Linked DNA regions of Mus musculus: regions 1, 2, 3, 4, 5 and 6 are each linked to region 7. The links are chromatin contacts, called in public ChIA-PET, Hi-C, HiChIP or PLAC-seq and promoter capture Hi-C maps. All regions are on one chromosome and are shown on one strand. Each heading gives the region's core, a stretch centred on a gene start, on an enhancer-like site or on the middle of the called end of the contact. The rest is flanking DNA. Distances are from core to core; before and after follow the strand shown. Region 1 overlaps Batf (basic leucine zipper transcription factor, ATF-like). Region 2 holds the start of Ptgr2 (prostaglandin reductase 2). Region 3 holds the start of Zfp410 (zinc finger protein 410). Region 4 holds the start of Fam161b (family with sequence similarity 161, member B). Region 5 holds the start of Batf (basic leucine zipper transcription factor, ATF-like). Region 6 holds the start of Erg28 (ergosterol biosynthesis 28). Region 7 holds the start of Ylpm1 (YLP motif containing 1).

The links. Hi-C and Micro-C count contacts between places; a contact is called where the count stands out from the background. ChIA-PET counts read pairs in DNA pulled down with a chosen protein or histone mark. HiChIP or PLAC-seq counts read pairs in DNA pulled down with a chosen protein or histone mark. Capture Hi-C pulls out chosen DNA fragments and counts their contacts.
Region 1: a contact with region 7 is called in an H3K27ac HiChIP or PLAC-seq map of microglia, with 5 times the contacts expected there. The contact joins the enhancer-like site here to the promoter of Ylpm1 in region 7. A contact is called at or near these places in 5 of 39 promoter capture datasets (liver, neutrophils, pre-B cells and 1 more) and 1 of 115 datasets of contacts at active chromatin or transcription factors (microglia).
Region 2: a promoter capture Hi-C map of pancreatic islet shows a contact between it and region 7. The contact joins the promoter of Ptgr2 here to the promoter of Ylpm1 in region 7. A contact is called at or near these places in 2 of 115 datasets of contacts at active chromatin or transcription factors (bone marrow-derived macrophages and large pre-B cells) and 1 of 9 other capture datasets (pancreatic islet).
Region 3: a contact with region 7 is called in a Hi-C map of B cells, with 5 read pairs. The contact joins the promoter of Zfp410 here to the promoter of Ylpm1 in region 7. A contact is called at or near these places in 1 of 484 Hi-C or Micro-C datasets (B cells) and 1 of 115 datasets of contacts at active chromatin or transcription factors (embryonic stem cells).
Region 4: an H3K4me3 HiChIP or PLAC-seq map of pro-B cells shows a contact between it and region 7, with 3 times the contacts expected there. The contact joins the promoter of Fam161b here to the promoter of Ylpm1 in region 7. A contact is called at or near these places in 1 of 39 promoter capture datasets (hippocampal neurons) and 1 of 115 datasets of contacts at active chromatin or transcription factors (pro-B cells).
Region 5: a contact with region 7 is called in an RNA polymerase II ChIA-PET map of memory CD8 T cells, with 5 read pairs. The contact joins the promoter of Batf here to the promoter of Ylpm1 in region 7. A contact is called at or near these places in 5 of 39 promoter capture datasets (liver, neutrophils, pre-B cells and 1 more) and 1 of 115 datasets of contacts at active chromatin or transcription factors (memory CD8 T cells).
Region 6: a contact with region 7 is called in an H3K4me3 HiChIP or PLAC-seq map of pro-B cells, with 3 times the contacts expected there. The contact joins the promoter of Erg28 here to the promoter of Ylpm1 in region 7. A contact is called at or near these places in 4 of 39 promoter capture datasets (hippocampal neurons, liver and pre-B cells), 2 of 484 Hi-C or Micro-C datasets (CD4 T cells and effector CD8 T cells), 1 of 115 datasets of contacts at active chromatin or transcription factors (pro-B cells) and 1 of 9 other capture datasets (liver).

The regions. Positions count from the first base shown.
Region 1 is chr12:85,704,183-85,707,799 of GRCm38.p6, reverse strand. The region is part of intron 2 of Batf (basic leucine zipper transcription factor, ATF-like); the gene reads right to left. Among named protein-coding and RNA genes, the nearest start is that of Batf, 19 kb to the right of the region's middle. Within about 2 kb of position 2,114, at least 326 of the 459 cell types and tissues checked have an H3K27ac peak or open chromatin away from gene starts, as enhancers often do. A contact at or near this core is called in liver, microglia, neutrophils and 1 more, where this site is marked.
Region 2 is chr12:84,283,532-84,287,527 of GRCm38.p6, reverse strand. It overlaps Ptgr2 (prostaglandin reductase 2), which reads right to left and starts at 2,232. Exons shown (of 10, transcript NM_029880.3): 1 at 2,052-2,232.
Region 3 is chr12:84,314,751-84,318,664 of GRCm38.p6, reverse strand. It overlaps Zfp410 (zinc finger protein 410), which reads right to left and starts at 1,806. Exons shown (of 12, transcript NM_144833.4): 1 at 1,491-1,806. It overlaps Ptgr2 (prostaglandin reductase 2), which reads right to left. Exons shown (of 10, transcript NM_029880.3): 10 at 2,833-3,914.
Region 4 is chr12:84,359,200-84,363,395 of GRCm38.p6, reverse strand. Fam161b (family with sequence similarity 161, member B) reads left to right here and starts at 1,568. Exons shown (of 9, transcript NM_001358283.1): 1 at 1,568-1,704. The coding sequence starts at 1,651. Coq6 (coenzyme Q6 monooxygenase) reads right to left here and starts at 1,428. Exons shown (of 12, transcript NM_172582.3): 1 at 1,159-1,428. The coding sequence starts at 1,345.
Region 5 is chr12:85,685,415-85,689,430 of GRCm38.p6, reverse strand. Batf (basic leucine zipper transcription factor, ATF-like) reads right to left here and starts at 2,711. Exons shown (of 3, transcript NM_016767.2): 1 at 2,458-2,711; 2 at 59-163. The coding sequence starts at 2,520.
Region 6 is chr12:85,823,573-85,827,695 of GRCm38.p6, reverse strand. It overlaps Erg28 (ergosterol biosynthesis 28), which reads left to right and starts at 2,803. Exons shown (of 5, transcript NM_021446.3): 1 at 2,803-3,225. It overlaps Ttll5 (tubulin tyrosine ligase-like family, member 5), which reads right to left and starts at 2,776. Exons shown (of 34, transcript NM_001081423.3): 1 at 2,610-2,776; 2 at 1,072-1,243. The coding sequence starts at 1,145.
Region 7 is chr12:84,994,791-84,998,720 of GRCm38.p6, reverse strand. It overlaps Ylpm1 (YLP motif containing 1), which reads right to left and starts at 2,400. Exons shown (of 21, transcript NM_178363.4): 1 at 1,365-2,400. The coding sequence starts at 2,231.

The DNA.
Region 1 (3,617 bases), core at 865-3,364, 710 kb before region 7:
TTAGTACTTTTTAGTGACACAATCCCCCCTTGTGGCCACCACCACCCCTCAACTCTGTTGTTTCACTAGGGATGAAATACACATACAAGTTTGGTAGGGACAAACCTCAGAAAACCTTGCCGTGGTGTGTGTGTGTGTGTGCGCACACACACACACACGCACGCACGTATGCACCTCTAGGTTGGCAGTCGGGCCAGCCCCAGGTAGAGGAAAGCAGTTTGTGCCTCTTACTCCCCAACACACGCCAAGTGCCTTGTGTCTGTGGTTGCCTCACGCGCTCTGCCTGCTTTGCTCAGGTGCTAGGGTGCTTATAGCCTTTCTGAATATTGAGGATCTACGATGGACTTGGCATTCTATTCTGCTCCCTCCTGGGTTTTGCGATCCTGTTCCAAACCATCCATAAGCCTTGGACAATACCCAGAAGACACTATGAGCTTCCCTACACCTGTAAATCTCTGATGAAGTTTATTAAACATAGGAAGCGATTATCAATAAATAAACACAGAATGGAACATTTATGACAGTATACTATAGCTGGAGTTATTTTAAAACGTATGAATTGTTTATCTCTGGAACTTTCCATTCAGTATCCTCAGACCACAGTTGACATTGGCTAACTAAAACCATAGAGGGTGAAACTTCAAACAAGGAGGAGCCCTGTACTCTGTGCAGAGGCAACAAGCGCTTGGTCCAGAAATGTCTTCCAGTGTTGTGGGGACTGCGTCATTTACCAGCCACCACAGCACTGGGGCATAGAAGTTGCTGAGAAACAACAACTTCTCCAGATAATGGGGTTCCCGGACCTGAATAAACAGAACCTTGCCAAGTCCTGGGGGCCTCCCCCAAGTCCCCTGAGAGGCAAAGGAACCTCATTTCAGGCCAGAAGCTTGCAGGCAGCTCTTCTGCAGATCTGGGATTTGGGAAGAAATTTGGACTCTGGAATCTGGGCTTTTCTTTTCCATGTGTGTGCACACATGTATGGGTGCAGGTGCACGCATGTGTGACACGCACATGGAGGTCAGAAGAACTCCCACGGGCACCGTCCACATTTTGTTTGAGAGAGGATGTCTCATTACCTGGAACTGCCAGTGGCCCTCGGGCTTTCAGGGATCTGCCTCCAATCTCGCCATCGCCCACATTCCAGCCACGTGCTCCCCCCGCCCCACTTTTTATATGGGTGCTTGAGAACACAATTCAGGTCCTCCGTTAGCACTTTACCAACGGAGCCAACACCTCAGTTCTGGAAATCTGAGCTTTTAACAGGTGTCTTAGGTCGTTTTAACGCCCGGGCAAGTTTAAAAACCCTATTAAATATGATACAAATAATTAAAGCCTGCTTTAATTATTTAAGCATGTATTAAATGCCCGTTTAAGCTCCAAGTGAACTTAAGTGTTTGTGGACTGACTGGCTGATAACATCAATTGTTGGCATGAGAATGTTGACTCAAAAGTATAGTGGTTAGCAGATGTACGATAACTTGACATTTAAAATTAACCCTAAATGATCCAGCAGGAGTGAGCTGCAGGCTAAGGAGAGATGGGATTTATCAGCTATACTGCCAATCACGGAAACTCAGTACAGTCGGGGTTTCTCTTTTAAGTTGTGGAGGAGCAGAGGACCCTGACATTGCTCATCAAGACAGCTTCCATTTCTTTTGAAGGTCATATGGGAAGGCGCTGAGCCTCAGCGACACTTTGAATGCTCTCTGAGCTAACCAGGGCCCCTAGTCTGGTGCAAAGGAAACCCCCATCTCAAGCGGGCTGAGGGAAGCCGACAACTGGATGCTCAATCCCTGGCTGCTGCTGTTCCTGCAGGCTGAGGCCAGCTGGGCATTTCGCTGGTTTTTGTTTTCTGGCACATCCCAGAGGGAGGTCAGCCTTTTACCAGGAAGGCAGCGCCCCGTTACTGAAAGGTGGGCGAAATGAACCTGGTGGAGCGGTATGCTAAGACGGGAACTGGGGCCCTGAGTCCTGGCCCTTTCCTCGCCCCCTCTGAGAGTTTCCACTGGTTACACCATTTACTGTAAGTTCCGTGCTCCGAAGAGCCTGGGCAAACCCCAAGGCAGCAAGGAGGGACGGACTGGGTGGGCGGGCTCCGATCGTCTCCCCGCCTAGAGGCCGGCCTAGTTTTCGGGAAGTGACTGCAGGGCAAGTCACTAGCAGGCGCTCTGCGGAGCTCCCGCTGGCCTTCTCCTGTCACCTCCTGGGCCTACAGATGCCAAAGCCCACGCTGGGGTAGACCTGACTAACCACTGCCTGCTGCCTCTCACCATGAGGCAAAGTGTGTCTTTACCTCTTAAAGCCAGACGGCTGCTTGCAAGAGGAATGTCTGTAAGCTCGGAGCCTTGCAGACACTGGCCACTCCCTAGAGAAAGAATGACTTGTAGGAGGAAGTGGCTGCTTTGGGCCCCATCCCTCTAAGCTGTAGAGGGCAGCAGGGCCTCTGGAGAGGACTCATCTAGCTAAAGGGACAGTTGGGGTCAGCTGTTTATCCACAAAGACAATGACTATACCCCTACCCAACTTCCGGGTGTGAGAAGGGACGGAACTCAGTGAGGGAGAGGGGTGAGGGTGTGTGTGTGAAGGAAATGTCCTTCTACTAGGCAGTGTGGAGATCAAGCGAGCCTGCCTCCCTCCCTGCTCCACCTTAGCCTGCTCTCTTCACCTTTCAGAATGTGGTTAGGCCCATCAGGGTTCTCACAACGGCTGCTGCAGTCAGTATAGCCATCCTACCAAGGAAACCAATTGAGACCTGGAGCAAAACCATACTGCCTGGGTCCCTAAAAACAGGCTGGTGGCAGCAGTTATGAGAGGTGCTGTGGTCCTCATGTGTGTCTCCTCAGAAGCACAAAAACTTCAAATGCTGGATCCAAAGACCCATAGCCAGGAAGATCTGGGCTCCCACTGGATTCCTCCTTTCTGCCTCTCCTGTATTGAGGGTCTGACTATAGGAGCAACGAGAAGTCCTCAGCCCCCTGTGCCCCCAGTGCCCTCCCAAGGGATAGCAGCACAACATCACATAATACCACGGGCTGAGTTGGCCACGCCCCTGAAGCCACAGAATCGCCCACTTCCATCTGCCACCCTGGAAGAGCACTCCATTGAAGCGTCATCTTTCAACATGAGCCAGCCCTGGCTCCATGACCATGGTGATCATTGGTGGTCTTGGCTGCGTGGCCCCAGGAGGACTCTCTTTTCCTATTGGATGCCAGCTGCTTCGCCTGAAGGCAAGATGACTAGTCCAAAAAGATCCTCAGCTGGAGCCTGCTATTCCTGACATTGGGTCCTCCAGGGAGGACTAGTATTGTTGGTGACAGGTTCTAACTAACTAGATCTGGGTTAACCTTGCCATTTGGTGGTTATAGGCTACACGGGGTGCCCGTTGGGCAGCTAATGTCGACAGCTACAGGAATGGGGGTGTCTCCAGTTTCCCCTTGAATTTTCCAATATTTCAGATTCCAAATTGGCTACCTAGATGTATTAGTAGACTAGCGCCTGTAATCTCCTCCCCAAGCCTTTTGATATTTTTGTGCATGTGCCTATGGGTGTGTCTGGCACCACAATTTAAATAGATGTGCATATATGGTACACACATATTTTATTTTTTTGAGAGTCTT
Region 2 (3,996 bases), core at 983-3,482, 710 kb after region 7:
TGAGTGGTTATTACCTGTACTGTGATGGCTAAATCTTCAATCAAAGGACTGCTGCCCAACTGCCTGAGTTTCTTTTCCTATTGCTGTGATAAAATACCCTGACAGGAGCAACTGAAGGCAGAGGAGACAAGGGTTATTTTGGCTACAGTTTAAGGGCACAGTCGTCATGGAGAAGTCACTCTGGGTGCTTGAAGCAGTCACTCACACCACACCAACAGTCAAGAAAAAGAACAACGAGGCTGTCGAGATGGCTCAGTGGGTAAGAGTACCAACTGCTCTTCCAAAGGTCCTGAGTTCAATTCCCAGCAACCACATGGTGGATCACAACCACCTGTAATGAGTGCGTCTGAAGACGGCTTCAGTGCACTTATTTATAATAATAAATGAGCAGAGCCAACCAGAGTGAACAGAGGTCCTAAATTCAATTCCCAGCAACCACATGAAGGTTCACAACTACAGTGTACACATATACATAAAATAAATAAGTCTTTAGGGAAAAAAAAAAAACCAGAACAAGGAATGCTGGTGTTCAACTGGCTTTGTCGTTTTTATTCAGTCCAGGACCCAAACCTAAAAAATCGTCCTACTCAGCCTTGGGGTGAATCTTCCCACCTTAGTCATCTTAAAATGAAGCCAATCCCTCATGGGTACACCTTGAACTTGTCTATTCAGTGATTTCTGATCCCCCCAAGTTGACAGTCAGTGTTAGGCATCACACGGTGACAGTTATCTGTTCTCCATTTTCAGCATTCTGCCTTATTTCTCTAGATACACATAACAGAGCCAGTGTGATGCCTCCCACCTGTAATTCAGCACATGGGAGGTAGAAGAGAGAGGAATGAGTTCAAAGCCAGACTTAACTACATAACAAAATTCAAGGCCAGAATTCTGGGATATGAGAGACCTTGTCTCGAAAACAAACAAACAAACAAACAAACAAAATCAACCATGACTTACTCACAGGTTCTCCATCTAAAATAAAGATCACATTCAAGACCTGAAGGGCAGTGGGTTAGGAGGCATCATAATGGAGGCAGAGCTGAGTAGACCTCAGTAAACCCCATTTGCTGTTAAATTAAAGTGGGTTTCTAATTGATTCGACCATTCTAAAATACCACCAAAAGATCTGGTTCAATGACAGTCATTAAAAATACGCCTTAAGCATCTGTGTAGCAGACTATTGTAAGGAAAAGCTCACTGAACTCACAAGGGCAAAGGACATGTTCTGTTTCTAGCTGGGTGGGACCTCGGAGGGGTCATATAGTTTATTTCCTGAATGTTTCCAGGCATCCCAGAACTGGGTGAGTTGACATGCTCTAGCATGGTAGCGTCTTACATTTGTAATCCCAGTTATTGGGCAGATGGAATACAGACGGCAAATTCAAGGCCAGCCTGGGCAAATTAGTGAGAACCTGTCCCAAAATAAAAATGAAAAACAGTCTGGCAATATAGCCCAGTAGTAAAAACCTCTTGCCCAGCATGCATAGGGGAGGTGGAAGGCTGATCTTGGACTCAATTCCCAATACAGAAGAAAATAAATTATTAATCAGCTTGCTTAAATACAACTCCGTCCTCAAACACCACCGCCATGAAGTTGCAAACATGCTATCCTTTTCACAGACGCCATACAGGGGCTGAATAACTTGTCCAAGGTCGCACAACTTATCCCCAATATCTTTTAATAAAACACACTTCCTGTTTAGCCGTACTTTGTTCAACCATTCTGCCACAAAGGGCTCTGCTGACCTTCCCTGTGCTGTCTATGCCATCGTGTGCAAATGTCCACCTCAGAAAGCCAACCTTCCTCTATGGCTCCCACGACTAACCACTTTCACAGAAATTACTAGTAATCTCACATTTTCAAGCCGACTTCCTGGATCCTCAGCACCAAGAGGATCAAAACCTCTTGGTGCTGAGGTTTTTCAACATGACATAAGTATACCCCTATGCGTGGCACACAGTAGGCGCTCAATAGATGTTCAAATCTGAAGCACCTCAAACACAGTCGCGCCCAAACTTCACCCTCGGAATTCTTACAAAACGGAGAGCACCTGTTACGGGGCATTCCCTAGTCTAGCGTCCCAAGCTATACCGCCGGTGTCGCCCGGAGCTCGAGGAGGACGCCCACAGGTCACCCTGGCTCGGCACTTCCTCCTTTTCTGCGGGCTTAATCCAGCTTCCGGTGCAGCGATACAGTGGCCCCCCTGCGTGTCTGTCAGTTTGAGATCTCGCGGGATTTGATGAACAGCGAAGGGTCAGCTGGCGGCACGACCTTAGCCCTAGGACCACACTGCGCAAGCGCAGGACTAAGCCGGCCTCCTTGCCCTCTCGTCTCCTAGGGCCGGGGTTTTGAAGTTCATACGCGATCCTTTGGTCCCCAAGGTTGGTGAGAATCACAGGATACGTTGCTAGTCTAGGCAAGGAGTATCCATAAGTTAACCTCATTAGGGCTCCGTGGCCGACCCCGCCTCCAGGACCAAGAGAGCAAATTAACTAATGACTTCAGATCAAGTCCCCTGTGTCCTCTTGTGCCCCCAGAGGTTGAACCCGCGTCCTGGCACGGTCTAGGCAGACGCCCTGACAGCCAGCCCCAGCCTCTGGAAGAAACTTGATTCATGTTAGATTCACTGAGTCTTAGGTTGGGGAATCACAGTGAGAAATAGCATCAAGTCTAACCCTTGTTTTGTAGGTGAACAAGCTGAGATCTAGAGGACTAAAGCAGCGGTTCTCAACCTTCCTAATGCTGTGACCCTCGTGCGTGGTGACCCCCCCAACCATAAAATTATTTTCATTGCTACTTCATAATTGTTATTTTGCTATTGTTTCGACCCGTAATGGAAATGTTTTCCGATGGTCTAAGGGGACCCCAAGAAGCTAGAAACTCATGGTTTGAGAACCACTTGACTAGTCACTATCGGGTGTGGTTTGTTTCTAGAATAACTTGGGATCTCCAGGAACTGCAAACCCTAACGGACTTAATCAAGCGGCTGTAGGAATCGCCCTTAGCACTGTATTCCAGCAAGGGCTAATCGCGGAGCTCTAACTCTGGTATAAAGAGTAGCTGAAAAATACCAGTACCGCCGGCAAATGGGCAGCCATCAGATGGACTGGAGGCCCGGGTAACAGAACATCTGAACATTTTCACTTCGTTTGGAAAACTTGAAGAATGGGGTAGGAGACTGTTACCACATTCCAAATAACTTTCCAGCAGGATCTGATCTCTTGGTGGTCAGCTGAGTGAACCAGAGAAAGAGGAAACGCTCAAAAACAATAAAAGTGATAGCAGAAAACAGAGGGAGACTATAGATTACATCTAAAACTCAAAGAGAAGAAACTTAGTTTGGGCCCTTTTTGATGTGAAGTCCCCTTTTCTCCAGGTCTCAGATGTTCAAAAACTGCATGGAGGAGTTCAGGTTTATTTATTTTCCTCCCTTCTGAATTTTCTCTTCACACTAAGGGTTACAGTCGTTTGTATGACTTGAGTTGTACCATGTATCATATGGGTATTTTTTTCCTGATATGGTTTTATTTTTATTTTTTGTGGTGTGGTGTGGTGCGGTTTGGTTTGCATCACGGTGCCGCTACATAGGCCTGGGTATCCTGGACCTCACTCTGTAGGCCAGGCTGGCCTAGACTCAAAGAGATCCACCTGCCTCTCCCTTCTGAGTGCCTGGACTGAAGGTGCCAGCACTGGCTTTGGTTTTTATTTTCAAGGTTGCGGCCACTGCCATTTTACTAATGTGGAAATGGAGATTAATCACTCAAGCGCCAAGATGAAGGAACTAAACGTAAAGGAACAAGTCCCCAAATGAGAGCAAATACGTCCTTCTGTTTCTGCCTTTGCTGTGAGTTCAGGATCCCCTTCTCTTCCTTCTCTGCAGCTTTGCGTTGTCTCTCATCCTTTAACCGGTGCCAGAGATAAATGTTTTCCAGACTTAACTTGAGGGAGGTGCCAACCTTTCTCCCCCCAACCTAATGCAAACAAACTGTGGCACA
Region 3 (3,914 bases), core at 557-3,056, 680 kb after region 7:
CCAAAAAGAAACCCTGACGTCACTACCCACTTCTAAATTAGTCATTATTGTGAGTTTAAATGACTGCCATACAGGTTTCCAGTGAGCACTGGATAAATATTCAGACAATAATTCAGAGGATAAATAACATGACAAATGATACCCAATTCCCTACCCCTTCACTCTGACTTTTCAATTCCAAACTTTCATTAACTGCTTATGGACTAATTCTGCATATATATCCTCAGCATGTCAAACCAAACCATGTCTAAACACGGATTATCATCTCCCCTACCAAACCTGTTCTTCTTGAATTATCTTTTATTTATTGCCCAATCTTCCCACTCAGCTGCAAATTTTACCTAGCAGTGCCTCTCATCCTACATGTTTTAATAATCCCAGCAATTAATAATAACCAGACCCCAAAGTGACTCCTGTGATGCTGTTTAGATTTCTCAGTATCTTTCTGCTTGTCACTCTCCATATGCAGTTTAGTATCTCAGAATAATGGCCAGCCCTTAACGGTAAACCTCTTCACTGACATACTCCTCCCCCCACTGCCCCCCCAAAAAAAACCTTAGAAATTGTGGGATTTACCTAAATTTGACACCTACTGGGATACAAAGCTCAAATTAGAACCACATTTTCTGATGCTTGGCTGCCCTGTATCTGCCACAAAGTGTAATTTCTCAACGCCAAACACCCAGAATTGCGCGTTTTGACCTCAAACTATGTTTTATTCTCTTTACATATGTTCCACTGATCTTTGTGTCTAATGTAATGTAAATGTATGAACTCTTAACCCCAAATCAATAATATTTCACTCCCAAATGGTTCCTAAGTACATCTCAGAGCCTCATGAGCAAGTGAGATAAAGTTTAATAAACTAATTGGATCGTCTTCTTTTGAGAAACTTCAGAGAACAAGTTGAACGAGCAAAACACATCCTGGCTGCAAACACTCGCTGCCCACACACGGGCCTGAGGTGACAGGCAAAGGAGACCCCAGAGGTCCGGCTCTGGTCCGCAGACGTCCCTTCCCTATTCCAGCCCAAGGCAGAGAGTGGACCCAGGAAAGGTGCCGGCAGCCCTGGGTGAAACGCGGGCAGGGCACCGCTGTCAACCCTTCCCGCCAGCACAAAGGCCTCAGCCGAAGGCCCTTAGGTCTGCGGGCGGGCCCAGCCGCGGGTGCAGTCCGGAGCCTCCGCCCGGGGGACTCGCTGACTCCCGCGTTCTGGGGGGGCAGGCTGGTCTCCAAGCTCCCTCCCTCAAGAACAAGCAAAGGAGGAGAAACGGTGCGCCCCAGATCCCCAAAGGGGTTAGGGCCGCAGCCGCCGGGCTTCGGACCGGTCGCTCCCCGCCCGCTAGACGCCTGGGGGAGTCTGGGGGGACGGCTTCCTTGCGCCCTTCGGGGGCGAACCCGGCTCTAGATCCCCAGACCCCATAAGTGGCTTCCTTTCTCGGCGGGACCACCTACCCGAGCGGGGGTGGCTACACTAGCCTGGAGCTCACCTTCCAGTCTCGGGCAGCCGTCCGTCCGTCAGTCAGCCCCGAATCCCGTCCACACACGGCGTCTTCCGGCTCCCGCCGGAAGCAGCTCCAGAGCGGGACAGGAAGTTTGGCCGCCCCCCATCAACATACCCACTCGCTTTCTTCTCCGCCCGCGGGTGTTTCTCAGGAGGAGGCGCTGACTCTTGGGCCGCTGCTTGAGAGCGATCCTTCGCTCCCCGCTACATACACACGCATACACAGCCCGAGACACACACAGGGTTCCCTCCCGGCCGAGGAACCGCAGCGCCCCGTCCCCTCCTGTCTGCCCTTCAGGGTTCTCAGGTCCGCGAAATCTGAAACCAGGTCAGTGCAGTCTAGCCGTGACGTCACTGCCTTCCCGCTGAGCGGAGCTGTTCAGCAGGGGCCGCGGCGGCTGGGATGGGTGAGACGGCGCGGGGTGGAGGGTAGCTTTCTCCGGAGCTGAGGACCTGTGACAGCTCCCGAAACACCAAAAGCCCATGAAGAGCACCTGAAATGTTCATGGCCCAAAGAGGGACCTGGAAATCAAGCCTTGCATTGCCCCTAGGACTGGGTGTGAATTTAGGCACACGTACAGCGTTAGAAACATTTAAGAATTCTCCAGAGATCTTGGATGCACTGACTGAGGGCTCAGATAACTAAGTTCCAAGCTGGATAATAGTTCTTGTTGAAACTTTCGAGTTTGACTGCATGAAACTTAAGATCTGCAGTGGTGGCACACGCCTGTAACTCCAGCAATCCCAGTACTCCAGGAGTTCCCGGTGAACGAGGGCTACATAGTTGAGACCTTGTCCAAAAAAACAAAAAACAACAACAACAACAAAACATGATGCGGTGTGGAAGAGTAGGGGACTAAAGATAGTGCCTGTGAGATATAATGTTCTCTGAAGGCGCTCATTTTCAAGTTAGAGATAAGCCAGGAGTCTGGATGAGCTAGGGAGTCATAGTTTTGGTACAAAATGTTCCGGGAGAAAACATTTCCTCGATACAGTTTGTCCTGCGCACTGAGAAGCATGACTGTGATCCCATTTGAGGATGGCCATGACAAGGACAACTGGCCTACACAGTATCTGGGACAAAAATCTTGGGGTGGCAAGGAGATGTTTACTAGGAGCTAAAATCCTAAAATTTAAGAAAGGATTAAAAAACAAAGATTTACCAGTTACCACTATATGAAGAGATGAAGAACTGTTCAGAAAGAAAAACTGGGGTCCAGAGAAAGTATGTAAAACAAGGTTAGAACGCTGCAAAATTTGATTTAGTGGCTGCTAATTTGTTTTGCCTCTAAAATATATTGACTGTAAAAAAAAAAAGTGGTCATAAGTCATACTCAGAAAACATCTCCAGTTTTATTTTTCTAAAGGTTGAGAAAATTAAGAAAACAAATGTGATACATCAGTATATCTGGAATAGTCATGTCTATAACCATTGGTTAATTTACTTAATCCTATAGCTTTCTGGAGCTTGATTACTTGGGGCTTGTTGTGGGAAGGTACCATTGGGGATTGACCTCAGAGCCCCTAGAGTACTGATCAGTGTTCTGCCCTGACCACTCCGACTCACTTTCATCAGTGAAACTCTTAGTGATGTTTATATCTATTAGTTCTCCAAAGTATAAGCCCAGAATGGGGATACAGGCCTTTAACACTGGCACTCGGAGGCAGACAGCCAAGTGGATATCTTTGAGTTCCAGGCCAGCCTGGATTACATAGCAAGCTACCTAACAGACTCTTGTCTTTAAAAAAAAATTCCTAAAATAAACACAAGCTTTTATCAGCACGTAGTAAGTTGTTAGGCTTGCTACTCAATTAGTTGTTTGGCAGAACACAAACATCATCCCTGGATGTAAACCTTGTCTCTGGAGACTCCCAACCACTCATTTATCTTCTCAGACCACTCCCAGCCCAAAACGTCCTACCCCAAACTGTTCCACAATCTGTAAATACTCCCAATGCTGCCCGAAATCCTATGTACTTATGCCATTAAGTACAGACAGGCTGGAGAGGTGGCCAACACTAAGAGCATCTCCTGCTCTACCAGAGGATCTGCATTCTAGAACCCAGCACTCACATGGTGGCTTCAGACTCTCTCCAGTTCCAGGGGATCCAATGCCCCAATACCCTCTCCAGCCACTCTCCACTGTAGGCACCAGACATGCATGTGGTGTACAGACAAACATTCGGGTAAAGACTTTTAAAGTCTCTCATCAAAAATATGGAAAGGCTTTCTCAATTCTAATACTCAGTTTAAGAATGGTAAAAATGTTACCAGTTCAACAAATGTTAACTGCTTCTCACCTTAGAATTCGTAGACTGTTTATTCAGTTCTAAAAGTAATTTAAAGATATATATATATATATATATGATCCACTAATAGTTGGGGTTAAAAACCACCCAGGTTTTTTAA
Region 4 (4,196 bases), core at 319-2,818, 630 kb after region 7:
ACAAAGGAAAACATACACACAAACCTAACACAAGAGCGAGCCACCAAAATGTGAATGCTAAAGTTTCGAAGGGCCCAGAAACGGTGCTACATCATGCCAGCACTTGGTAAATATATTCCACACCATTGGTCATTAGGGAAATATAAACACAAGCCACTTCCTACGAACTTCAGAGGACAAAGAAAAAAGGCAGCAGATAGTGCTGTCAGGGTCAGGAGAAACCTGAGCATTCATCTACTGTCAATGATAACATAAACTGGGGCACTCTCTCAAAGTCTGGCAGGTCTTCAAAACATCAGCATTGCCACATAACCCAGAGATTTCACTAGAGAATAGCCTCGAGATGATCAACACTGTTCACACCAAAGTTTGCACACAGAATGTCCCTACTAGCATCATTCCTTTACAGGCCAAAAGTGAAAACCAAGCATACTTTCAACACAATTGAGGATGGCATCAGCTCTCAAAACAAAAGCTGTCTGATACAGACTCCAACCTGGATTAACCTTTAAAACAGAGTATATCTCCAACTACATAGAACTATCCGGAAAAGGTAAATCTATAGACAGAAAGTAGGAGAGTCTGTAGGGCTGAGAAGGTGAGCAGAAGTGTGGAGAGTGACATCTAATGAATTCCAAGTCTTTTTTTATTTTTTTGCTTTTTGGTTTTTTATAAAGTAAGGAAACGGTAATAAAACTTATTGTAGGTACTGAATAGCTCTGCAAAAATACTAAAAACTCATTGGACTGTACGCTTTAAGTGGGAGCACTTATAACTAGATGAATGTTATCTTAATAAAGCAGCTTTAAGACCAGGAGTGGGGGCGCGGGCCTTAATCCCAGCACTCAGAAGACTGAGGAAGATGATCTCTGTGATTTCGAGGTCAATCCGATCTACCATCCGATACTACAAAGCCCGATGCCTCTCGAGGTGCTCATAAACAATCCTGGACAGTTCTCAAGGGTCAGACTGACTTAGAAAGGCCCGCCCACTTGTGATCCCGCAGAACCCATGCCATTCCCGAGGACTCCCCTGGAAGGACAGTGAGCAAAGCACCAGGTCAGGCACGTTAGGTGTCTGGACAGCGTCCCGACCTCCACTGTGAGTACCGTCCCTCCACAGCCCAGATCCTCCAGCCCGCGGTCGAGATGCACCTACCTAAGGCACAAGCCATGGCAGAGCCCACTAGGCCTCCTCCTGACACCACCACGTCGTACACGGTGTCTGCCGAGGAGCCCGCCCATCGCTGGCTGGCAACTAGCGGGCCTCCTCTGGCTGCGAGCTGCGCGGAACTCCACCAGCGAACGCAGAGCAAGCCTGCCATGGAGCCAATGCGGGCCGCCATAATGACTCCTGCCTGCGCCCGCGCCCGGGACTTCTCCCTGATAGGTCCTGGAAAGTGCTTCCGGGGCAGTCGTCAACCTTGTGTGGTTTTAGCCCTGTCTTCAAAACCGGAAATAAAATAGTTGAAGAAAATTATCCAATCAGAAGACGCTCTTGCCTCATTGGGCGGAACAGACTAAAGACTGGAAGCCAATCCAAGGCTAAAGCCATGAAGGGGCGTGGCTAGCAGTACCTAACCGCCGGCGCCGCTGTCACGGTTGTCACTGCTGCTTTCACCTCTGCTTCTCTCTCTCTCTAGTTAGGAAGATGACTGTGGGGAGGACTGCGGGAGGTCCTGAGTGCGCCGAGTGGAGCCGTGAGGTGAGTGGAGAAAGGAGGAAGTCGGATGCCTCAGCAAGGAATCCTCAAGAGTGGAAACTGTTTAGCGTTGCCGTGGAGACAGAGTCAGGGGCGTGTCATCAAAGGGCGAAGAATTAAAATTGGCAGCGCTTGGGCACTTAGAGAACCAGTCTTGGGGGACGTGGGTCTTTTGTGTCTTGTACCAGGCTCTGATATCAGGAATCGTACTAATAACAAACCACGAATTAACCTTGAAAATCTTAAAAGCGATCTCTATCTTAATATGATTATCCAGAAAAGGCAAATCTAGGGGGCGCGTCATTGCATGGGGCTGAGGTGAGGAGAAACAGGGAGAGACTTCTAAAAGGGCTGAGGAGGTGAGGAGAGACTTCTAAAAGCTTCCAAGGTTTTTGTTGTCGTTTTAGAGTAAGGAAAACGCACCGAAACGCAGCTCTTCAAATATATTAAAATTCATTAAACTGAATGTGTTTAATGTGTTGTATCCTCTCAAACCCATTTTCTAGAAAAGAAAAGAGATGGGTTAAGCAATTTGCCCCGAAATCTCTGAAAACAGAAAGTAGGCTGGTAGTTGCCTAGGGCTGACAGGTTGAGAGGAAGATGTGGGAGGGTTAAGGGATATAAGTGACAATTAAATGCTACACTGGTGCTTCAGAGCAGAGATTCTCAATCTGTTTCACCTAAGATCATCCTGCATATCAGATATTTACCTTACAATTCATAACAGTAGCAAAATTACAGTATTAACAATGAAAATGACTATGGTTGGGGCTCACCACCACATGAAACACTGTATTAAAGGGTCGATGCATTAGAACAGTTGAGGACACTGCTTTAGAGGAATGGTGAAAATGGTCTGACTTCTACTGTGATTGCTAGATGACCCTGGCTGTTTTAGAAACTGGAGGAGAGTACGCTTTGAATGGCTCACTTGTACACTATGGACATTGTGTTTCAATAAAGTTGTTTTTAAAACGAAAGAGCCAGCATTATGGCTCAAACTTGTAATCCCAACAACTCAAATTACTAAAGCAGAAGGATAAGGAGTTCAAGGTCGCCCTTTGACCCTGTCACAACAGAGAGAGAGGGGCAGGGGAAGGAGAGAGTTTTGCTCTAGATCACATGTTCTTCAGCAGCAGAGCTAGGGTTAGAGCACACACTTATCTCTAACTCAGATGGACTGCTCCAATTGCCACTAATCATCAATAGTCCACTGGTGGCCTTGTACCTACCACTCTAAGGACATCTCAGGCCACTGTCCTCCAGCCACACCACCTTCCCTCTATCACTACAAGACTCAACTGAGACAATAAAAATCACCCTAACACTCAAAGTCAGACACCCCCAACCTCAGTGGTTCAGATTGCTCTCCACACTATAATGATGGACAAGCATGCGCTCAGTAGAAACAATACTCCATACTTTTTTTTTGTTTTTTCGAGACAGGGTTTCTCTGTTTAGCCCTGACTGTCCTGGAACTCCCTCTGTAGACCAGGCTGGCCTCGAACTCAGAAATCCGCCTACCTCTGCCTCCCAAGTTCTGGGATTAAAGGCATGCGCCACCACTGCCTGGCTAATACTCCATACTTTTATTTTTCTATTTTTATGGTACTGAGGACTGAGTCCAGGGTCCTGTGCATTCTAGGTAAGTGCTCTCCACAGAGCTAAATTCCCAGCTCTAGATTTCAGTCTTTCTTTAAATAGCAATAGGATACACTCTCTGCTTTGGTGACACAGTGTCCAGGGACTTGCTATTTCTAGTGAGTTGCACAATCAGGAGTGTGAACAATAGCTATTCTCTAAGTGCCCTGCTCAGTAGGTTAATGTATTAGTACGTTTTTACTTAAACTACTGTGACTTAGAATGGACTTATCTGGATATAGACGATGCATCATGTGTGAAAGAGCATCTGTACTCTGCCTAGCAGATACAGCCAAGGGCAGGAGCAAGGTCACCAAGCGGCAGTGCTTTTCCTGGGTCCATACCATAGTTGCAGACTTACTAACAGTTCTGTCTTCTAAAGGATTATGCATCCTTATCAGCTGTTTACCTTTGCCCTAAGATATTGCACAGCTCTCTACCTTTCTCGACCATTCTCATTCATCACAGTACCTGTCAAGAGTTGATCCCTCTTCCCTATCCCTCCTCTCAAAACAGCCTGAACATGCTGATCCTAGTCCATCCCTGTGCATTTGCTATAGTTTTCCATGATGTTGTGCAACAAACTGATACATTTAATCCTGAGTATTGGTGCCCTCCCAGTGCCCTCTGACGGGTAGCCACAGACAAGCCTTCCAAGCGCACACTTCCTTACGTTACCCTCCCGTGTTCTCCCTCTGCTCTCACCGGAAAACAGACTTCATGACTGTACAGGCTGGTTTTGTGTCAACCTGACACAGGCTAGGATCATCCCAGAGGAAAGAGCCTCAGTTAAGGAAATGCCTCCATGAGAACCAAGTGTAAAGCATTTCTCAGTTAGTGATCAATGGGAGAGG
Region 5 (4,016 bases), core at 1,462-3,961, 690 kb before region 7:
ACTGGTGTGGGGCGCAGAGCCTAAGGGCAGGAGCATGGTAGGAAGTGTGGGTACTCACCAGGTGAAGGGTGTCGGCTTTCTGTGTCTGTCTCTGTCGGCTCTTCTGGGCAGCGATGCGATTCTTCTCTCTCCTCTGAACTTTCCTCACATCATCAGATGAGTCCTAGGAAGCAGAGATATCAACGGTAGGTCTGATCGTTCCTCTTAGTCAAAATAGGACATTGGTTTCCTCCCTCCTTTCCTTCCTTCCTTCCCGGTCCTCAGTTCTTTCTGTATTGTCCATTCCCCTTATTTACAAAAGGCCTGTACCCAAAGACATTTTCTTCAGCATTCCCTGCTACCCACCCTTGGGTCTCCTATGGTCTTCTTATGATCAAAAGCTACTCAAAAGTGAAGAGAAATTGAAGCCTCAGGAGGGCTACTTTGGGAAATTCCAGTTAAGATGCCATCACTTCTGCTCTCTCCAGAGCTGTTCTAGCTTCACTCTGTGTGTGTGTGTGTGTGTGTACATGTGTGTATACATATGTATGCATGTGAGGTATGTGTGCGTGTGAGTGTGTGTGCATGTATATATGTGCATGTGTGCGCACATGCTAAACCTTCTTGATGCTCCTTTTGCTGTTGTCTTTGAAAACTCCGCTGAGCATTTACCATGTGCCAACTTCTGTACAAGCGCGTTCGGAGACGCTATGCTTCAACTCCCCAGCTTTCTGAGCAGGCACCGTCTTTTCTATTTTACACAGTACGAAGCTGAGGCTCTCCACCCTGATCCCTGAGCTCATGGACATCCAGGGGTATGACATCTTTCTGGCACTGATGCTCAATCCTTTCTGAGAATTCCCCCTTGACTATTAATTTCATTGTGCTGCACCCCTAGGCAGAGGGCGCCGCCCAGATCTGTTTTATTCGGTCCATCATTGTGCAGACATCTTGAGACCTTCCTAGTCCTGAACATGATGCCTGCTACAGATGAGGTAACCCCACCACCACCACCACCAAATCATTTTATGAAGTGCAGGTCGCCTGCTTTAGTGAGCCACTGACGGGTGCTTTGGAGGACACAGTGCTCTTTGAGTGCTTTCTAAGTATCTCCTATAGAAGATCAGGGAAGAGAAGCCCTTCTGCAACCCCCACCCTGTCACCTACCTCCACTGGCCTGAGGGGCAAAGACCCTTGGGTCAGGTTCTGATTCCCTTCCCTCTTTACTCAAACTTTCCAGGTCATTCTAGCAAACGGACATTGGGTTAGAGAGGGCAAGGATATATTCTTCCTTTAATGTGCTAAGGGACTAGGTTGCCATGGAAGCTGTGAGTAATTTCCTTCTTAAGAAGAGACTGGGGTACCATCTTCCAGGCAGTCTGAGTTGCTCTGATACCATCGTGAGCGAGGGACTATCTCCCTCTTGAGGTCTTCACCAGTATGGCTTTTGGTGAGGGCTTGTGACAGATGTGGGAGCCGGTGGTCAGGTAGTTTACGTTTATTTTGTTTGTAGCGTTTTGCAGCCCCCTGGATGTGTGTGAGCCAAACACTCTACCTCTGAGCCCCTCCCAATATGTGTGCTAAGGAAAGAATATAGTTTTTAAGATGAGATGTAAAAAAGTTTAATCCGTGGGTCTATGTTGGATGAGGAGGAGAAATGTCTAGAACAAGGGGCATCAGGAACGTGGTAGAGAGACCCAGAAACCACAAGGTGAGAAAGGCATCCCATCGGAGGCATCTTTCAGTCTGAGACATTTCGGCTTGGTATCAGTCAAGAGTCTAAGAGTCTCAGAATCTTTCCCTCCATCCCTGGTTTTTCAGGGATGATATTAGCTACTAGTGAAAGTCTCTGACACGCCTCCTGGACCATGGCCTTCTTTCTTCTATCTGGAAGCCACATGGGGGGTGGGGGGGAAAGATACAGGTTGTAGCTTTAGCCTCCCTTCCCACGGACTGCTGGAGTTACCGAGGCAATCCGCAGGCAGATCTTGCCACTCTTCTCCTCCTGTCTACCTTGCTTTGATTTGCTATATTTCTCTTCCCTGACCTCGGTTCTGTCTTGCCACTTGCTTGGTTTTTTCCTGGAAAGCTACAACTCTAGGATTTGGGTGGAGCCCGAAGCAGCGATCTACTGGAACATTCCTCTGCTTATGGTTGACCATACTTCTAAGCTCTGTGATATTCACCCTGCCCCCAGCTTCCTAGAAAGTTTCACGGTGGGAACCTAAGTGGCAGAGACGAGGGGTACCTCTTGGAAAGAGAGGCTTTTGTGGCGGGATGCGAAGCTTCAGCCCTTGGACCTCTGTATAGCAAACACCACACGGTCCAGAGTCTGCTAGAGAGTTCCTGCCACGAGCTACTTCCTTCCCCAGACAGAGCTCCCTGGGCAGGACAAGGGAGCCTACCCCTCTTCTACCACCCCAGGAAAATCAGAAGGCAAGGCATGCGGGGCGTGGGGGAGGGGGACGAAGGGGGTACCTGTTTGCCAGGGGGAGGAGAGCGGCTGAAGCTGGAGTCACTGCTGTCGGAGCTGTGAGGCATGGTTCTAATCTTCCGGGCTCTCCCACACCGTCCCAGATGCCTCTGGGCGATCTTCTCACTAGCTGGCTCCCCTTCTTGACTGCTAGGGGGCCACCAGCACACCACCTTCCACAGGTACCTCCCCTGCTTGCCCAACAGCAACCTCTGACAGACCCCTGCGTCCTCCTCTCTCTCGGGTGCAGAGGGACTGCTCCCCACAGGGACATCTCGCTGCTTTGGGGCTTGCGCACAGGCCCTCTCTTGTGGTTTCTGGTAATTCAAGCTGGAAGTCACATGGGCGGAAACGTCAACAAGTTAGAAAGAAGGTAGAGAGAAAATACACATCTGGGAAAAGACCACAGAATTAGGTGAAAGAAAAAAAAATACACAAACCCCCAGTATCTTCCGGCAGGCAGTTTGAAAGGCAGAGCGAGCGCTCTTCAATTGATGAAGATAAAGAAGAAAAACAGCCACACAGGGAAAATCCCCGGCCAGAATTAGCAAGTTCTCTGCTGTCAACATGGCAGAGAGCAGCAGGAAAGAGCCTCCAGGTCACAGGCCTTGATTTTTAAATCTAAATACAGTCAGCGACAAGCCTGAGGACCCTTTCTGGGTTTCACCCGAAAGCAACTGCCCATCCTGTTTTATGACCGGCCTTCCTCCTTCACCTATAGGACAGTTCGGTGGGCTGGGGACAAAAAGAAAGGAGGGCACTGCCTTTTACAGATGACCAAGCAAGACGTTGGGGCTAGCTGAGAGTCTCGGGGAGTCTCTGGAATCGATGCTAAAGAAGTTTATTATCTATCCCCTGTCCTCTTAGCAAGACACTTTCATTCTCCCTAGAGAAAGGATACCTACCTTCTGTGGAGGGGCTCCTTCAGGAGTTCAAGGTTGACCTTGAGTCTTCAGAAGTCAGTGACGTCATAACCCAACAAGGAGAGAACGTCAAAATGAGGGACAGAGGCTCTGGACTTGGAGTCAGATCGATATGATGAGAATCCAGTGACTCCCTATCCCTACTCCCCCCCCCCCCAGCCTCCCACCACACACACACACCTAAAACCTGCCCCACCTACTACCTTTCAGGGCTACTGCAATGAGGGATGACAATTTGAATAGGAATGTCCCCCACTCTGTAAAGCATGCTGTGGAGTGGCGGTGTTTGGCATGTGTCCCATGACACGAACACGCTTGTCGCTTTAGTGAACAGTCCCATTCTCATCCCAGTGTTTTGGCTATTTTTTTTTAAAGTTTGGGGACTGGAAAGATGCTCAGCAGTTAGGAACACTGGCTGCTCGTCCAGAGGACTTGGGATCTAGTCCTAACATCCAGACAGTGGCCCAATCATCTGTTACTCCAGTTCCAGGGGTCCTCTTCCTGACTCCTCGGGTACCAGGAAATGGACACGGGGCACATACATATGTGCAGGCAAGACACGCACACATATTAAAATAAAAGCTCTTACTCTATTCCCAGTGTGGCTCAAATGCTCACCTCGATTAATCTGAGGGCTGACA
Region 6 (4,123 bases), core at 1,554-4,053, 830 kb before region 7:
AATGACCTTGACCCTTAACCTGAAAGAACTTACAGAGAGCCCTTGTGGTTCAATGAACACGGCACAGGCTACAGAGCTCTAGTATTCTCATCGGAGCATCTTCACAGAGGTTCTGCTGTGTGTGGCCTGCCCTTCATATCATCACCGTTCTACAGCTGTAAATGCTTCAGAGAAAACTTATAGAGTCAAGGTCAGAGCCTAAGAACTTAACGTTTCACCAATCTCTAAAATTTTCAAAATCTCCAATTTTTCAATTACTAGAAGCTATGGTCAAGACACAAGGCTGACAAGATGACTCAGCGGATAAGGTGCTTGTCGCCAAACCTGACCCAAGTTCAATTCCCAGGACCCACATGATGGAAGGAGAGAACAGATTCCAGAAAGTTGTCCTCTGACTTCCACATCCGTACTGCACTCAGTTCACCTATTAGAGCCAGGAGATGGTGCATCAGGTAAATGTACTTGCTTGGAAGCCTGATGCCCCATGTTCAATCCCCCAAAACCCACAACAAAGCCAACTGCAGGGACTAGAAGGATGGCTCAACAGTTATGAGAGCTTCCTGCTCCTGCAGAGGAGCCAGGTTCATTTCCCAGCACTCCATCAAGCTGCCACAAACTCTGTAACTGAAGCTCCAAGGAATTCCATGTACCCTGGCCTCCTCAGGAACCTGCATGCCCATGCTGCACATAAACTCAAGCAGGCGAGTCTGTTTTAAAATGTGCACACAGAGAGAGAGAGAGAGGGAGGGAGAGAGAGAGAGAGCGCGCCAGATGTGGTGGGAGGTATGGCAACAGAAATGAGAGACCCCCACCTCAAAAACAAAGCAGAAGGGGGTGGGGAACCAAGTTCACCTGAGTTCCTATCTGAACTTTAGAACATCTAAAGGTGATATTGACTTAGAGGCCTAGAAACATAAGCCCACCCTTCGAATTTCTGAAAAAGGATGGGAAGTGAATAATATGATCTTGACTCCAAACACAGATGGAAGCTAGGGCCAGGCAACACAAAGAAGGAAACCTGGAGGTGAATAAAGGAACCCCCCCCTTAAGGGCGGGCTGACTGTCACTCACTCTTGGTTGGCCAGGTCCTCGTCCTCTGAGGACGATGCTGTCTCCTCCAGGTCCCGGGCCATCACAACTGGCATCTCCTTTGGGGTCTGTCATACAGTCAGCACACAGAGGCCTCAGAGACCTTTCTTCCTTGCAGTCTCACTGGATCAAACAATTTGGATGGCACAGACTCCTGTAAGAAAGTCAAAGGACTTCAAAGACAATGCAGTTGCATACTTCAGGATTTTTTGCATGATCTTTAAGATGAAAAGAAATATATTCCTGAGTATTTTCCAGTCTCTAGAAGCTTACCTTCTGCCACAGTGCACCTCACATATCACAAAAATCAAGAATTTTTTTTCTGTGTTTGTTTGTTTTTGTTTTTCAAGACAAGGTTTCTTTGTGTAGCCCTGGTTGTCCTGGAACTCACTTGTAGACCAGGCTGGCCTAGAGCTCAGAGATCTGCCTGCCTCTGCTGGGATTAAAAGGGTATGACACAAAATTTTTTTCAAACAGATACTGTCTCTGCTGTATCTAAAAAGCTGTTACTGAATTTGAGTCGTTTTATATAATAAAAGAGCAAGCACCAAAGGAGAGGCTTTAGGGCACTGATGTGGACAGTTGATAAGCCTATGTTTAGAAAATTCTTTGCTAAACAAATCTGACCAGGATCAAAATAAAAATCCAAGGTTCAAAACCCTTGCCAATATTTATACAGACTCTACCACAAGCAAACAGAATAAGCTGTTATGTTTCTAGGAAAACCAAATCACCCGAACTATTAATAAAAGGGTGGTGAAAATATTTCTCCTCAGCAGGGATCACATAAATGGCCGGGGAAAGGGGAAGTCAAATACTCTAATTATTGGTACTTTTTTTTTTAATCACACATTTTAATCCGGATATCAAGTAGACACATAAAATTAGGAAATCTCCAATTCCCAGGCTTCTAACTTCAAACACTTTCCATAGAGAAAAAGTTTCATGTTCGTTATAGAGAAAATAGAAACGTTTAGGGAAAACGCTTAACCTTAATGTCACTACTCAAAGATAATCAATTCGTGGCAATTCTCCAAGCTTTTGCTGGTCTGTGCATTGACTTATACAATAAGACTCTCAAAAACAAAGCAACTGCAGCAAGCAGCAACAGTGACTAACCCCGACCCTACACATCTTCAGCAGAAATGAGTAATACCAAACAACCTCAATGATTCTTTTCGGGTGATTCCTAAAGGAACTTCTCGACCTTACCCAAAAATGCTTGAGAGTCTTTTAAGTTAAAACCTTCAGGGATGCCCACCTTTCCTCGGCTCCCTGAAGAGTAGAACGAGATAAATGCTCAGGAAGTCCTTGCCCCTACAGGGACCAGCCGCCAGCTCCAGCCCAGCACACCCCAACCCCAGGCAGCTCCGCAGGCAAGGACGCGGCGACTCTGCCGCAGCGCTTCTGCCCAGCACGCCCGGAAGCCAACAGCTGCTCCGGAGCTCGGAGGGAAGCGCAGCGGCGCCCGCCTAACCCTGGAGCGCACCTCCCCGGAGCGCGCCGGCGCAGGCGTTTACCTGTCTCATCTTCTCACGGCTCGGGGCCGGCAGGCGGGGACCACGCTCTGCTTCACCTCCCTCCTCCTTCCCCAGCCCGAATCAACGCAGCCGCCGAAGGCTGCTTCCCCCGTTACTACAACAACCAACAAGCAACCGCCCGCTAAGAGCCACTGCGCAGGCGCCCGCCAGCGGCGCGAACAACGCTCGGCTGCGGGCGCTGACGGATGGCGTCACCACGGCGCGCTCAGACACCAGAGCCAACCCAGGCTGTCACCAGAAGGTTTCTTGGCTCCTTTTTCTCTCTGCGTTTTCCCCACCCCTAAAAGACTGACTCCAAACTCAGAGTTCCGCCACGCTCGACAGAAGGGTTTACCGCGTGAGCGGCGTAGCAGGAAGAGGCTCAGGCGGCGGCAACTGCTGATTGGCAGCAAAGGAGTTCACTCCCTATCGCCTGCTCGAACTGAGCCAGCGTAGCCAATCAGAACGAGGACTGACAAAAACAACCCAATCCTGGAGCTGGGCTGAGGGAGGGGGCGGGAACAAGTGGCCCAGGTGGACTTGGGACCGGAGCTGGCCTAGGGAGAGCTGGTTTGCGGATGCTGCTGATACTGCTGCAGTAGTACTGGATCGTCAGGTAGGAGAATTTGGAGTGGGATGTAGCACCCGAGTAAAACTATCTGCAAAATTTAGGAAAGTGGGGGTTGCCTGGAAAGCAACCGGAGGTGGTGGTGGAGGAGTCTAGAAACGATGTCCAAGAGGAGGTGCTAGGAAAATGGAGATTTGGTCAATTCTGGGGATGGGTGAGTGAACGGGCAGTCGTTATGAACCTAGCTCTGCAACGAGCTTTCACTTTTCCTCATGTATTATCGGGTAACCCTCGAGATAGAGGCTTATATCCCCATTTTACGGATGAGAAAACCGAGTCTCTAGAGTCTCACTGGCTTGTCTGAACCCCTCAGATATGAGTGGTGTAGCTAGGATAGGAGTCTGCCTCTATTGATTGTTAATTAGTATCGCATCCATGCTGACCTGGGCAAGGGTGTACCCCACCTCTCTCTCCACCTCATAACTCCAAGGGAATGGGTTTAAAGAATTGGTAGAGTCATACAGAAATGCTCTGGTGTGTTTTCATCAGCTCTGGGATTTCTAAGATCTGTGAAATAAATGGAGGGTGTAAGTTCTACGTTCTACTGAAAGGGAGTGTGTGCGGGGGCGGGCTGGGGGGATTTTTAAATAACCCAAGCTGGTGTTGAGAGGAGAAAGTAAAAAGAAGTAGATTGGCATATGCTGTAAGTGTCTGTGAAGATCAGCACACCCCAGCATCTCTAGACTGGGACAGTCCCCGTTTGAGACCTCTTTCCTCTGGGTCCACCCTTTCTCTCCTGGAGCCCTTTATAGTTGGTTTTTCGTCATCACTTCACTTGATGTCTATATACACTGGGTAGTAGGGAATCATACTGAAACATTACCACAGTGATAAGGGAAGCCTGATAGTTTCTTACAGCTTTCAGGCCAAAGCAGTTAGCCTGACA
Region 7 (3,930 bases), core at 1,151-3,650:
GTACTTATATTAAGATAGTCTGGTATGCACATTCTTCTTTTTAAAAGCCAAAGCTGAGGGTGTAGCTGAATGATAGAGCACTTGACTAGCATACCCAAGGCACCAAGTTCAATCCCAAGCACAACAAGTCAACTATGTAACTCATGTGTTTCTCTACATGCCCAGAAAAAGTCAGACTGAGGTCATAGTTTAGCTTGAAGGAACTGGGCAACTGGAGGAAATAATCCTCATGAGCTGATGTAACTTTGGTATAAGACAGCAAAATCACTTATTCTACCGTCCTGTGAGTGTCTCCTGTGCAGACCCTGCTTCTCTTAAATACTGAACTACAATAATAAACAATTACCTTTTGGAATCTTATACATTACCCTGAGCTTGAATATCATAAGATTCTTAGTGAATTTAAGGTAGATGAGGTCAAATAGTCACAATAGATGATCTATTCCTACTTATTTATTTTTGATACAGGGTCTCACTATGTAGCCCAGGCTGGCTTCAAACTCTCCCATCCTCTGGCTTCTGTTGACCAAATACTGGATGGAGGCACAGGTTTCCATGCCCAACTTCTATGTTCCTGCAACCCTGTCATCCTCTTACTGGTCTGTGGAATGCAACATCTTCAAAACAGATTGTCAAAAAGTTTTGGGATGGCTCTCACAGGAGCAGCCATCACAAAACTTTCTTTTCAAAACCTCAGCCAAATTCCAAGGCTATTATTTTCAAGTAAATGGTAATAATAATGAAATGTAGCAAATTCACCATGCGGCAAAATTATCCTTAGGAGATGGTTTTGAAATATAACAACAGATTCTCCAAGGATCAAGTCTCTAGAGGCCTATGGAGTCCACATGAACTCACAACATCAGTTAGGATGTCATGATGAGACTTCCATCTTTTATGTGCTGAGAACCCACTTCTGGAAACAGACAGCTATCTCTGGCCCCTGCATATTTTGCTGGTCCTAAGAAATTAACTGGTCAATATTTACATGTATTTAAACATCAGTCCTTTAAGAATTTTCTTTTATACTGCCTCCCCATGAAAATCTTAGTTTAAAAAAAAATTAAAACAAAGCTCTGTGCAACAATAAATACTGAATGCTGGTCAAAGAAAACTAAGGCATACATTTGAGAAATAAATCTAGTGCCAACCTACTACAACTTCAAGTGCCTAGTCTTATCTTTACTCTTCTTTTGGTAATCTATGGTCAATTTAAAACCTGGCTTTCAGGGCTGACTCTTAGGGGATCTTTGGAGTATGAATGGGCTAGTCGTTGGCTGTTGGAATTACGATAGGCATTAGCTGGTTAAAGCCCAAGACCTGCTCACGTAAAGCCTAAATGAAAGATGTGACACAGTGCTTACCTGTGGAGTCATTGTAGAGGGATCTGGTTCAGGAGCAGCTTGCTTCTGTTCAGCAGTCTTGTTCTTGGCCCCACTCTCCAAAGGCTCTTGCTGGATAGCTGTTTTATTCCCAGAAGGGATGGACGGTGGTGGTGGTAGCTGGGGTTTAGAAGGGCCCTGGGAGGAGCGGGAAGGAGAGGCCTGAGAAGGGGGTAAGTAGGGCTGGGAATGGCTCAAATATGATTGTGAGGAGGACGAGGAAGAATAAGAAGGAGTGGGCGCCAGATAGGACTGGGAAGGTGGAGACTGTGAAGGGGATGGCTGAGCAGGAGGCAGGTAGGGCTGAGCGGAGGAAGGGGGATAGTACGAGGGTGGTGGCTGAGGTGGAGGCATGTACGACTGGGATGGGGGCATGTAGGATCCTGGAGGTACAGGGGGAGATTCAGGAGGGGACTCCAGCTCCATTGGAACCAAACCCGGAGGCCCATCTCGTTGGTGGTGGATCATCTGGTGTTTGTACTGCTGCTGCTTCTGATAACTGAGGGCTGGTCCAGGTGGCGGGGGCATCGGTGGCGGAGGCGGCTGCCAGTCTCCGTAGCCGCCCCCGGGCATCACCGGCGGGGGTGGCAGCGGGGGCGGAGGAAGATGGTGGGGTTGGAGCACGCACTGCATTTGCTTCTGGTGCATCTGCTGCAGCTGCTGGAGCTGCGCCAAGTGTTGCTCTCGGAAGCTCATGAAGCCTGAAGAGGAAGGGGCCGCGGGAGCCGTCGAACTGGAGTACCCGGGCCCCGGCGAGGCCTCGGGAAGCGCCACCGGTGGCGGCGGCGGCGGCACCGGCGGCGGCGGATAGTGGCTGCTCCCGCCATACCGGCCCCAATTCGGATACATATAGGAAACGAAGGCGCGGGGCTCGTCCCGGCGCCGTTACTCGTCGCAACCGACCTCCAGGAGCCGCGGCGGTGACGGCGACAGCCGGAACTCGCGGTGCCTTACAGGCCGCGGAGCGTGTGAACGGAGCGCGCCAGTGCGCCGGCGCTACGGAGCTGGGCCCGCGGTCGGGAAGGCGGGGACCGTGCTGAGGCAACTACGCATGCGCAGTACCATCGAGCGGAGAACAAAGGCCAGATAGAGGGAACCTTGGCGCAGGTACTCGCTGTTGCCGCCTTCCTTCGGGTTCGGAAAATGTAGGCGGTAATAGAATGTTGTCATAGAACCAAGAAAACCATAGAGTCTCACAGCCGAAAGGAGTGATAGAGATCCTAACGCCCTATGGGTTTAGTTTTGAATGGGGGGGTGGGGAGGGGGGAGGAAAGATTCCATTCACAGTAGCAACAAGAACATAAAACAAGTAATAACTCTACTAAGAAAAATCTAGACATTATATGAAGAAAACTGCAGAATCCTACCTGAGAATAAAAATTAAACTTGAACTCACGAAGAGGCTTACCATAGTCCTAAGTAAAAAAGAGGGAGCTTTGTAAAAATGACAGTTCTTCCAAGTTAAACTGATTTAACTCAGTCAACCCACAGCCTGACAGGGGACAATGATAGGAAGAATGAAAAATGGATTCTGGAGAAGGAAAGTGAAAATGGCCCTGATTCTTTCCTACAGGTACTGTAAAAGGAATTGAATTGTTTAGATTGGTTTCCTCCCCACCCACCACCCACCCCACCACCCTTAAAATTTTTTTGCTTTTTCAAGACAGGGTTTTTCTGTATGAACCCCCTGGCTGTCCTGGAACTCGCTTTGTGACCAGGCTGGCCTTGAACTCACAGAGATCTTCCTGCCTCTGCCTTCCAAGTACCATCAAACCCAGGTTTTAACTCGGACGATGTCCCTGTTGGAGAATCCTTAAACCTAAGAAAAGTCAGCCGGGCATGGTGGTGAACGCCTTTAATCCCGCACTCGGGAGGCAGAGGCAGGCAGATTTCTGATTTCGAGGCTAGCCTGGCCTACAAAGTGAGTTCCAGGACAGCCAGTGCTATACAGAGAAACCCTGTCTCGAAAACCCAAAAAAAAAAAAAAAAAAAAAAAAAAAAAAAAACCTAAGAAAAGTCAGAGAAGGGTAACTTAAAAGCTGATTTCCTGAACCCTAGCAGCAAAATATTAAAGACTTCCATTGGTTTGGGTGATTACTGAACATCAGAAGTAGTACACTGAATTCTGGGAAAGGAAGGACAGAAGGAAGGAAAGAAGGAAGGAAGGGGAGAGAAAAACCATGCTTAATTTGAAGACTCTTAACTGTATCAGCATGTCAATTTGAAGATGTGACCTTGCTCTTTTTTCCTAGCAACCAGATCATTACCTGTCTTGGGTAACTATGAGTAGTAGATGCGGGGCTAGGGATTCCTTCTTTCAGTGTCTTATTGAAGCAGCATAGAAATACATAAAATTGCATGTCATAAGTTGTATTAGTTAGGGTTTTTCTGCTGTGAACAGACACCATGACCAAGGCAACTCTTATAAAAAAACATTTAACTGGGGCTGGGTTACAGGTTCAGAGGCTAACATCCAGGCAGGTATGGTACAGGAAGAGCTGAGAGTTCAACATCTTCATCTGAAGGCTGCTAGCAGAATACTGACTTC